2 separate regions of the Mus musculus genome follow, and region 1 is linked to region 2. A link is a contact called in public Hi-C data. All regions are on one chromosome and are shown on one strand. Each heading gives the region's core, a stretch centred on a gene start, on an enhancer-like site or on the middle of the called end of the contact. The rest is flanking DNA. Distances are from core to core; before and after follow the strand shown. Region 1 overlaps Tmem131l (transmembrane 131 like). Region 2 has its middle 30 kb from the start of Tlr2.

Region 1 (5,212 bases), core at 136-2,635, 87 kb before region 2:
TCCCCTATAGGTTGAAAGCATGATTTCATACGTGGAACAAATCTGAAGTGCTCCTATTACCTTCTCCCGGGCAGATCTTTATTTTCCTGTGGCTTATTCTTGAACACACTTACAAACTGAAACGGATCAGAAATCTGATATCAGCAAATTGTTACACAATAGCGGTTGCTTCAGTCTGCCATACTATTGTTACTCAGTGAGGGGACCTGGCAAATGTCAGTGTCTGATGTCACAGGACCCACTTGACGGCTCATTGTAACAGTATCCCCACCTTATTTATTCCTGTAATGCACCGCAGCCTGCAGTGACCGCAGTACCAGACAGGTTACAGTGCTGACCTTTCCAAGCTGGATGCTGCTTGTAATCTGGGGACAGCTGGACATTTGATTAGCAGGAGCAGCATGACAGAGCTCTTCAGGTGTATACTGGGGCACTGAGGGTCCCCTTGTCTTCCCATGGTGCTAATACAGCTGCGCCAGATTCCGTGTCTAGCTAACAGATGCGGTTTGGAAGGCAGCGTGCCCTTGACCCAGCCAACTGTCCTGCAGGTACAATGTCCTTGGCAAGAAGCTAAGCCTCTGGCTCTGACTTGACAGAACACACTGCTTATGTCCCTATCCTGGAGACTTGCAGATGAGGATGCAGGGCAGTAGAGCCATTCCTCTGTCTTTACTCCTTTCTTGGCGTGCTGTACTTGAAGCTAGTCCTTGATTTTTGTTTGTTTTTTTGTAGCAGTTTCATTGATTGGAGTGCATCCTGCGAAGGCCAATTTCCCAGTGTGTACTGCCCTCTGGAACTGAACGATTACAATGCCTTCCCAGAAGGTAAGGCACTCGGTCATTGCCAATGCACTCTTGCATTCTCAGAAGTCAAGCAAGGTGCCTGTGCACCTAACAGTGTGCAGCCTGGATGATCCTTGAGGGGGCTGCTACTTGGATCCACTTGTGCACATGGGAAGAGGCAATTTCAAATGGACCCTCCCGGCAGCCCTTGCTCTGGTGTCTGGGGTCTTCTGTGTGTAACCTCATCCCACTGCGTCCTGTAAATTAGGTTGAACTGAGTCACTTATGGCTCTATAGCCTGAACAGGGCAGCTGTTTTATTGGAGAACAGGGCCACAACTTCTCAGCAGGAGACTCTCCTATGGGATAGACTCATTCTTCAGCGCGTCCCGACTTTACCCCTGGGTCTGGGGAACCCTGAAGGAGGGAACCAAGCTTGGGGCAGGAATAGTGGGCACATACAGGTGCTCCATCAAAACACGTGTGTTACAATAAGTATTAAGAGCTGGGGAATTCCCCGAGTATCTGGAAACTGCAGGATACAGCTGGGCCAGCATTTCTCTTGGCTGGCACTGCCCTTCCCAGCCACGTGTCCGGTGTTGATTCTGACACTGCGTTATAGCCAGCTAACCACAAGAGGGAGCTACAGCAGCTGTCCCCCTAGGATTAAAGCTTTAGTACTTGTAAGTGCTTTATGGGGCCATGTGATCTATATGCAGGTTGATGAGGGTGAGGAGGGCTGGTAATTAACAAAATCGAGAGCACGTAGCTGGGAGGTGTATCCAAGAATGCCTGAGCCCCGAGGGTTCCATCCGCACCTGGCCCTGAATGTTGTTGGGTTTGAGGGGAGGGAAGAAGTTTGGCACTGTCCACTTCTTTAGAAATACTCTAACCTCTGTGTTAGAAGTATCCCCATGTAATGAGTGAGCACAGACATGCAGCCCTGCCGGGCGCTCTGTCTTAGCATGCAGATTGCACTCAGGGTTAGGGCCGCCTTTATCCTCCACTGAGAATTCAGCACCTCACCAACAGTTTTTCTCCCATCCCTCACAGAAAACATGAATTATACCAATGGCTTCCCCTGCTCCTCGAAAGTTCAGACGGACTTCATTGGCCACAGCACCCCCTCTACCTGGAACACTCCGGCCAGCATGCCCGCTGCCTGGGGCCATGCCAGTCTCGTCAACTCTCCAGTGAGTGTCGCCCTTCCTGTTCCCCTGCACTGCTCTCTCTTCCTGTGCTCTGCTCGCTTCAGCACAGAGTGCAGGTCAGGCAGACTGATGGGATTCATATACAAGAGTAGTGGCCGCCTTCTGAAGGCTGTAATGTGGAGACAGGCAGGAAGTCTGTGTCACGGCCTTCAGTGGCCTCCGCGGCCTTCAGTGGGGTTAGAGGTGAAAGAGGGGCTCTGCAGCTGTCTGTAGTGCCCACACTGTCTCTCCTCACACCCACACTACACAACATTGTCTCTCCTCAGACCCACACCACACAACACTGTCTCCCCTTGTGCCCACACCACACATTTCTTCACGGGAGACATTTGACTGAACCCTTTAGATTGCAAATAGACTTAACAGATCAGATGAAAATGTCATAGCAATGTTTGGGATGGTTTAACAGCTCTCAGGTAGGCAGGTAGACATGACATCATGGCTGTGTCCCCTAGGCTATCTCTTCAGTCTCAGTGTTTTGTCTGGAAAGCCCCTTCTTGGTTTCTAACCTTTGGTTCTCTTGTCCACCTTTGTTTCCGCTTCAGTCCTACCTCACGAGCACCCGAAGCTTGTCTCCCATGTCTGGACTCTTTGGTTCCATCTGGGCCCCACAAAGTGAAGTGTATGAAACCTGCTGCCCCATCAGCCCTGCCACAGAGCATGCAACCCACATGGAAAACCAGGTCATGTGCAAGGAGTACTACCTGGGCTTTAACCCGTTCCGTGCCTACATGAACCTGGACATATGGACTAGCACAGCAAATCGCAATGCAAACTTCCCCCTGTCCAGAGACTCCAGCTACTGTGGGAACATGTGAGGGACTGAGCTTTGAGCAATGTGAATAAAGGGCCTTGTGTTTTGATTCCTAGCGTAAACTGGTTGTCGCGATAGAGTACAACATTGGTGGATATTTTGGCACTTTTATATAAAAATAAATGTTTTGTTTGTTTGTTTGTTTGTTTATTTTTGCTTTTTAAAATCTGGGTGTTTGTTTTTTTAATCCCTTTGCAAATGAGTTTTACAGACTTGGCATCCCAGGTCATAACTTCCACCACAGGAAGGGGAGGCTGTGACTTCTGTCCACGCATCCCAAGTACCCGTGGGGATGCTGCAGAGTGTGGCTTAGTCCATCACTGCCTCTGGCAGTGAGTGCTTTAGAAGAGGACCTTATGGTCTGGTGAAGACTAGCCAGAAAAGTCCACCTAGCAGGAAGTCCCTTCCTGATGGGGGCTGTCCAGGAAAAGGGGCTTGCTCTCTGGTCCTGGGGCTGCTTACTGTTATCCTGTGGTAGCAGTTGGTCCTTGCCGCTCTGCTAGGCAGTCAGGGTTGGACATCTGGGAAGGGGGGCACTTCCTTCCTCAGCACTAATACTTAGGGAGTCAGGTGCTGGTGACAGGGCCCTCGGCTTGTCACTGGCGTTAGAAGCCTGCTCTGAAAAGGCAATGTCTGTTGCTAAGAATAAAGTTGGAGAACAGTTTCAACTTTGAATAAAAGTTTATTTTTATCCCCACTTTGTCTTCATTGGAGGTTGAGGTTGGGGTGATTTTGAGTGGGGCACTGAAGTTGTTTGGTTTCCTTTCACTGTGGGAGCCCTGAAGGGAGACAGATGTCCTATAAGCTCAGGCTCCCTTTGGTAAGGCAGAGCCTTCTGGGCATATAGTTCTGGGGAGCCCACTAGACATCAAGTTAGAATCCTGGTGTGGGTGAAACAGACCCTCCAGGATTGAATAATATTAATTCATTTTTATTTTTGTTTCTATAGAACAAAAGGCAAGGTCTTAGATACCTTAACAGCCATGTTCCTGTTGCTATTCATTAAAAACCAGAGAGTAGAAACAGCACACGTTTATTGACAGATTATAAACAGTGGTACATCCAAGAGATGGAATTCCACCCTGTCTTAAAGAGGCGTGGAATTGATCCATGCCGGAAGGATAAGCTTTGAAAACAGTATGCTAAAAGGAATAGCCAGGTAAATGCTGGCTGGCTCTGCCTGTGACGTCCTGCGGACAGACGGGTGATTGACAGCAGAACAGTCGCTTCCTAGGACGAGCACAGGGAGAGTAGGGAGTTAGCCTTGAGTGGCATAGAGCTCTTGTTTGGGATGACAAATTCTGCAGGTGGGGAACAGTTCCTTAGCACCGTGAACCAACAGTGCCCATGAACTAAAACAGTTACATGGTGACCTTTGTGCTTTGTCCACTACAGTAAAAGCATCATGGGGTAGAGGAAGAGCCCCAAAGCCTTTGCGGCATCAAGTTCAGACTTGGCTTCTAGAGTATGAGACATGAGATGCTAGTGCCGTTTCAGAACTGCTTCGTTCAACGCTGCAGCGTGGGCAGCATTATCTCCGTTTCCCCTGGGAAATTGAGAAGACACTTATTTTTTTATTTTTTGCTATTATGCACGCAAAATAAAAATTTTCACCTTTACTGAAATGTCATCTTTAACCTTAATACTAAAGAAACATGAAGTTAGTTATCATTTGTTTAATATTTGCTAAGCAGTTTCTCGGGGCTGGGAGCTGTCTCAGACTGTGGACAGGACAGACAATTCTGGCAAAGAGTAAGATGCCATCTGGATGTCCTGTGGCCTCCTGAAGCAGGACAGGCCAAAAATTAAGGGGTTACTTGAGATGCTCAGTCTCTAGGGATTGGTGAGGAGGGCTGGGGTGAGGGAACACGCAGCAGGCCCTCAGAAGTGACCAGGGCATCTCAGATACATTTGAGGTAGAAACTTTGACCGGTACAAGAAAGCTAGTGTCTGTGGGCAAAGGTTCGCAATGGGAGGGACACAATAGAGACCAAGAGCCTGAGGCAGGCCGCTGGTGTAGCTGGGCTTATTGGTCTGGGGGGTCACAATAGAAGGACATGGAAGGCCACCTTCATGAATGCCTTAGGGGCCAAAAGAAGGGTGGGTTTTCCCCTCGAGTGCAGTGGTAATGTTCATCCAAGTTTGAACAACAGAAGTTGGCTGCTGTGGCCTGAGTGAGGGTGGTGTATGGGAACTAGGGGATAATGTAGCATAGTGCTGAAGTCTGGGTCCATGTGGGGGGACCACTGAGGAGAAGGGAATCCCCACAGCCACAGGGACAGAGGCATGGAACAGTTAGTTACTGCAGACTGCAGTCGCAGTGCACTTTGAAGGGTCTGTGGGTGTAGACCCAGCAACAGCAGGGGGAGCTCGAGGGTCACCGGTGGGGGGTGGGGGGGAGGAAGA
Region 2 (6,024 bases), core at 182-2,681:
ACATACAATAGGTTCCTTGGACTCCACACATAATCAGGATCTTTCTTAGGCTAAGGTCTATACAGGAGATGTTCCTGGCTAACAGCATCTTGAACTGCAAGGCCACTCTATGCCAAGTGACATGCCTTTGGAGACAGAACTTGGTAGACTGTCATCTGTGGCTAGGCACCACGGGCCTTGGTGAACTTTCTTGACAGTTCTTCCATGACTGCCTCATTTGGTAAAGTGACAGTGATGGGGCTAGTTCCTAACACTGACCTGAAAGATATGTACGTGTGTGAATATATATATTCTACATGTACATATTATATATACAATGCATTCATGTTGAAAAGACTGGGCACAAAAAAAAAAAGAAAAGACTGGGCACACTAAGTCCCCAACATACTGCATCAGTGTCACAAATAGATTATCCCTACGCTCATCTCCCTGCGTATTGGGCTACACATACTTCTGGGAACAGTAGAACCTGGAGCTTCTGGGCTGCTTGAATTTACTTCAGGCAAGAGACTGTGTTCCTGCCTCAGAACAGCCTCCATATGAAAATATTACCCTACCATCATTTCTCAGCATGTAAATATCCAATTAATGCCATTTTGCAGTGTGCTGTGTTAAAACCAAATCCATTTCAGCATGCGCAGCTGTTAATCTTTAGCAAAGAGCAAAAGTAAAGGTTCAGCAAATAATTGCTTTAAGATAAACCGTGTGGTTTATCATTGGTAAATGTTGGATTCACACATGTGTTTTATATACCTGTATACCTGGAGGTCACAGAAGAAGTTTTGGGGTGAAAACATTTAAGAAACTCTGCTTCGGAACACGGTGGGAACCTTGACTTTGGGCAGCACTTGAGGTATATGGAGTCTGGAGCAGGCAGGAGTTGAAAGGGATTGCTGTGGGCACAGACATAGATAGCCTGGTATCTTGGACACCTGAGCTATCTGGGTCACAAAAGCTAGCAAAGCCAATTTGAGTAACTCCTGTAGTGAAGTATCTGCACTGGGTGAGCTGACTTGCTTAGGAGCCTGCACTGAGCTAGGAGAATTCATTATACAGTGGGAAAGTAAAATGCCCTCCTTGCCAGGGAACTACTTGCTCCAAGTACAAGTGCCAAGCACATTTGGATTCTGCAACCCAAAACACTTTGACAAATCTTAAATAGCATTTGGTAGTCAGGAGAGAGGTGGCCATGTTTTCACTTTTTACTGACTTTAAAAAGCTTTCTAAGACCTCTGGCATGTCTAAATAGTCTCCTGACATTGCTCCCAAGGGCTTCCAAATTGGCAATTAAGTTAACTATCTGCAAACCTGGCAGTCATGTAGCTGATTTTTTTGTTTTGGTTTGGGTTTTTTTGAGACAGGCTTATCTGAAACTCACTATGTATTCCAGGCTGGCCTAAAACTCATAAACTTCCTCAAAAGAAAATGTATGTTATAGTTACCATCATGTTTATTTAAACATTTCTCACTCTATATGTCCCCTCTTCCAAGCTAAAAAGGAAAACTTCTTGTTTTATCTTTCTTAGTATTTAACAGGGGGAAGCAAATCCACACAGAGAGAAATATCATGACTATGTATCCCTGAAGCCTATGATTTTGTTTTCTCCAACAGGGTAAATTTTCACCACTGTCTCACAAACAGTGAACACTACACACTCTCTCCTGTCCTTACTGGAGGGGCTGCTCAGTGAGGACGTGCACCCCACTCACAGATGAAGGGACAAAGAGCTCATCTGAGGCCATATAAGCCTGGAGGATCCCAGGGAATTGTGTAAACCCCAAGAGGATGGTGGCTGCCCCTCGATGTTAAAACCCCACTTGTTAGACACGCTTCCGCGTTTTTCTGATGTGTTAGGTATGGTCAGGTCAGATCGTAAACCTTCAGTCCTTGCGGGCTTTAAAGTGCTTTTGACCCAACTTACAGGAGAATAAAACAAAACGCTGAGCTAAAAATAATCATGCAAACAGTGCTCTAGAGATTTAAAGAAGAAGTAGTTTCACTTCCTTTTGTTCCTGCCTCTGCCAACTGAAGTCTGCAGCTATGAACTCTACAGGAGACAAGTCAGTCCCCATTGCACAGGATATGTGGATTGATGCTGTGATAGCCAGGGTCTACATGTTTTTACTGCAAAGGTTTAAAAAAAAAGGATTAGGGGATGCCTAGAAACCTGTAGACACTCCACGAATGAGGGAAATTCCATATATTCCTTAATGTTTACAAGAAAGAGATAAAGCTAGGCGTGCTAGTGCAAGCCTGCAGATTATTTTCAGCATCACTTACCTATGTAGGTATTTGGTTCTATCATTTAAAATACTAGGAAAGATACAAATATTAATTCCAACTTTGGGAGAGGCTGAGGCAGGAGGATTGTGAGTTTGGGGCCATATATTGTGAATTCTTATTTTAAAATAAAACAAGAACAATAACAAATGAACAAAACCCAAGACCAACCCAATAAAAACTTCAGCCTAAATTAAAGATGAACTAAACATGACCACGAGGAGTGACTGGAATACACACCTTGGTGTTTGCCCTGAGAGCAGTCTCCAGGAAGCTCTGAAGAGGGTGTAACTTGTAACCATGGAGAACATTCCCCACGTAGACAGAAACCACCACCAGTAGAGCGTTATAGTGAAGTACAAAGGGTCAACCCACATCTGCAGCAAGGCCACCAGTTATCAGAGAAATAAACACAGTCTCCTTCAGTGATGGGGACCTCGAATGGCGCCCCAGTTTGCTGTATGATGCTGAACTAGATAAACTTCAGTCCTGGGACCTCCATCACTCACTAAATGCTTCACACACACTCTTTCTGGTGGAGAGCAACCTCACCACCATGTCTATTCCATAACAATGGCTTACCTACCAGCTGTGAGTTAATTCTACAGATGAGAAAATTGGTAGTTGTCTAAAAGATCACATGGGGCTACCCCAGAACGCCCAAGCCTGGTCCTTTCACCTGACTGCTTCAGAGGAAGCCGTGTAGGGCCTCAATAGTGAAGTGCATTGGACATACAAGTATCACTATAGTTGTGAAACTGGGAGCATTGAATCTGGGCTGTCTCCCTATCCTGCAGGGTGACCTAGATTTCAAACATAACCTAGAGAAGAAAGCACTCTGAAAATCACACTGTGTTACACGGAGCCCAGGGGCTGCTGTTACTAACACATGCCCCCATGAAAGGCCTTAGAGGATCGTCAGTCAGTGAATCAGCAGCTTCTGGGATGCCTACCTGGGTAACAGTGAGTTTTCCCGCTCAGCTCTCCTGCCTCTATCACGTCCTCTCCTGTTCCCCTTCCTCTTTCTCCTCTTCAGCTACTTGTGCCCCTTTCCAGAGAGCATGGTGTAGGGACCCCACTCTTTCCTTGTTCTCTGTGTCTGTACCACTGACCAGAGTCCAAGTGGCCTCCAGGAGGTACATTTAATCTGGCTGGGTCCAACCCACACTACTGGGGGTCCGGACAGACTGAGCTGATGGGCTGTAAGTCAATGGTTGTTAGGGTTGTTTTTTCAACAGTTGTACTTTAAGAGCAGACCTATCAGCAAGCCACTATTCTTCCTTCCTTCCTTCCTTCCTTCCTTCCTTCCTTCCTTCCTTCCTTCCTTCCTTCCTCCCTCCCTCCCTCCCTCCCTCCCTCCCCTCCCTCTCTCTTCCTTCCTCCTTCCCTTCCTTCCTTTTTAAAGATTAATTATTTTTCATTTTTTTATTTATTCACTTTACATCCTGCTCACTGCCCTCCTCCCTAGACACCTTCTCACAGTCCTTTCCTCAATCTTCACCTCCCCTGGGAGTCCCCCTTCCTCCCCCCAACATCATGTCTCTGTAGGGCTAGGTGCATCTTCCCTCACTGAGGCCACACAAGGCAGCCCAGCTAGAAGATCATATCCCATGGACAGACAGCAACTTTAGGGATAGCTCCTGTTCCAGTTGTTCAGGACCCACATGAAGACCAAGCTGCGCATCTGCTACATATGTATGGGGAGGACTAGGTCCAGCCTGTCTATGCTGTTTGGCTGGTGGTTCAGTCTCTGAGACCCCAAAGGTCCATGTTGACTCTGCCGGTCTTCCTGGAGTTCTTTTCCCCTTCAAGGCCCGCAATCCTTTCCCCCACTCTTCCATAAGAGGAGTCCCCAAGCTGATGGATGAAGCCTCTCAGAGGACAGCCATGCTAGACTCCTGTCTACACATATAACAGACTATCATTAATAGTCTCCCATGGGATGGGTCTCAAGTTGGGCTGGGTGTAGAAAGCAGACTTAGAAGCATAATACCTTTGGTCTTTAACATTTTCCAGCGTCAACCTCTTATCTACTTAGAATGGTTACAAAGGACAGACAGTGAGGAGTCTAGTATGGCTGTCCTTTGGAAGGCTCTACCCTACCAGCTGACTCAGACAGATACAGACACCCACAGCCACACAGTGGATGGAGCTTGGGGACTCTTTTGGAAGAGTGGGGGAAAGGATTGCAGGCCCTGAAGGGGACAAGAACTCCAGGAAGGAAGAGGAGGAAGAGGGAGAGGAAAAGGAGGGAGAAGAAATGAGCCTTACTTTAGAAAACAGTACAGTTTTCTTAAGGGCCTGAGATCACTTGCAAGATAACCAAAACTCAAGATACACACCCAGATGCTAGTTCTCATCATGGTGACTAAAGATAAGGTTCATTACTTCTGATATCAAAGGAGACAGGTGTTTCTCAAAATCCCATCATCTGTTTTTATTTATTGTTTTTGTAGTCTTCATCTTTCTAAGAATATACTCATCTTTTACATTTCCCCTGTAAAAGTGAAATTTATGGAAAAGAAAAACCTGAGTCTGTTCATTTAAAAAACATTTGAAGATTTATGTTATTATTTTGCATGCATGAGAGTTTTGCTTGTATGTGTGTGTGTACGTCAGGTCAACAGTGGGTCCTGTGCGCACCTCTTCCCCACACCTACACACACTTAAAAATGAATCTTAAAAAAAAATATGGAACCAATTCTAGAAGACCCCAACTATCTGTGTCTGTAATGCCTGGATTTAATCATCAACAAATAGCAGTACTCAGTGTACAGGCATGATTCTTAAAAAGAGGCTACAGAGATCAGAAAGGAAAACAGGGCCCTGGCATCATCAGAAAATGCGCATACGAAACAGATCGCGTCTTAAACTATCTTTAAATCCTATACCCAGTGCCATATTTTCTCAAGAGAAAGGTTAAAAGCTTGCATCATGAATTGAATAATTGTATGAGGAGGTGTTTCAAAAGTAAGGGCCACATTTCGTAGCAATTTAAAAGATTCTATATCAATTTTCAACGCAGTTAGAACTCCTCATTTTTAATATTTACTGCCACATAAGAAATGTAGGAGTGCCGCGTCTCATAAATACACACATGCACCAAGTGTGACGAAGGCATGCACATGCCTGGCACGCGGGACACATTAACAATGCCAGAGGGGTCACCATCTGGGCATGTGAGGAGAATGCACATCTGCAGGACTGGCCGAGGCAGCCTGAGCATCTGGATCGAATCTTCTCTCCACCCACCCATCATAGCAAGAGGAATTTCCTGACAGATCAGATGCTGCCCAAAGGTACCATGCTTCCTTTTTTTGTTGTCGGGTATATAAATGAACGCCAGAAGATCAACAGATGGAATCAAACCGAAGGTATATTCTATTTCACTTGGACATAAGGATGAACGTGCCAAGAATATTAAAGGGAAGATGTGTGATGCTCACTTTTCTGAGGGTCCTCAGCTAGTTACAACTGTGTGCATGTGCACATGTGTATAGGGGGGCAGGAGGGTACACAGATGTAAGGAGGGAAACATTATGGAAATACACGACTCCAGGAAACACTGGTGCTATCAGCACAAAGGCACTTACAGAAAGTGTGGACATGAATCCAGACGGGAGGAACGCATGGAATCCTGGCGTACGATCGGATCTGAGAATGTCAGTTACCCACACTTCTATCTCAATAAACCCAGATAGTTGATTTTGTCACTTAACTCTTGAAGAAGACTCTGCAACGTT

What was found. Hi-C and Micro-C count contacts between places; a contact is called where the count stands out from the background.
Region 1: a contact with region 2 is called in a Hi-C map of the 63-12 cell line, with 2.2 times the contacts expected there. The contact joins two enhancer-like sites. A contact is called at or near these places in 2 of 15 datasets of contacts at CTCF or cohesin (large pre-B cells and pro-B cells), 75 of 484 Hi-C or Micro-C datasets (the 63-12 cell line, 8-cell embryo, B cells and 41 more), 9 of 115 datasets of contacts at active chromatin or transcription factors (the 230-238 cell line, bone marrow-derived macrophages, embryonic stem cells and 2 more) and 4 of 9 other capture datasets (adipose tissue, embryonic stem cells, liver and 1 more).

What each region holds. Positions count from the first base shown.
Region 1 is chr3:83,895,939-83,901,150 of GRCm38.p6, reverse strand. It overlaps Tmem131l (transmembrane 131 like), which reads left to right. Exons shown (of 35, transcript NM_172681.4): 33 at 733-824; 34 at 1,835-1,974; 35 at 2,538-2,864. The coding sequence ends at 2,810. Among named protein-coding and RNA genes, the nearest start is that of Tlr2, 57 kb to the right of the region's middle. Within about 2 kb of position 1,385, at least 22 of the 459 cell types and tissues checked have an H3K27ac peak or open chromatin away from gene starts, as enhancers often do. A contact at or near this core is called in the 63-12 cell line, where this site is marked.
Region 2 is chr3:83,808,123-83,814,146 of GRCm38.p6, reverse strand. It overlaps the pseudogene Gm7115. Among named protein-coding and RNA genes, the nearest start is that of Tlr2, 30 kb to the left of the region's middle. Within about 2 kb of position 1,431, at least 59 of the 459 cell types and tissues checked have an H3K27ac peak or open chromatin away from gene starts, as enhancers often do. A contact at or near this core is called in the 63-12 cell line, where this site is marked.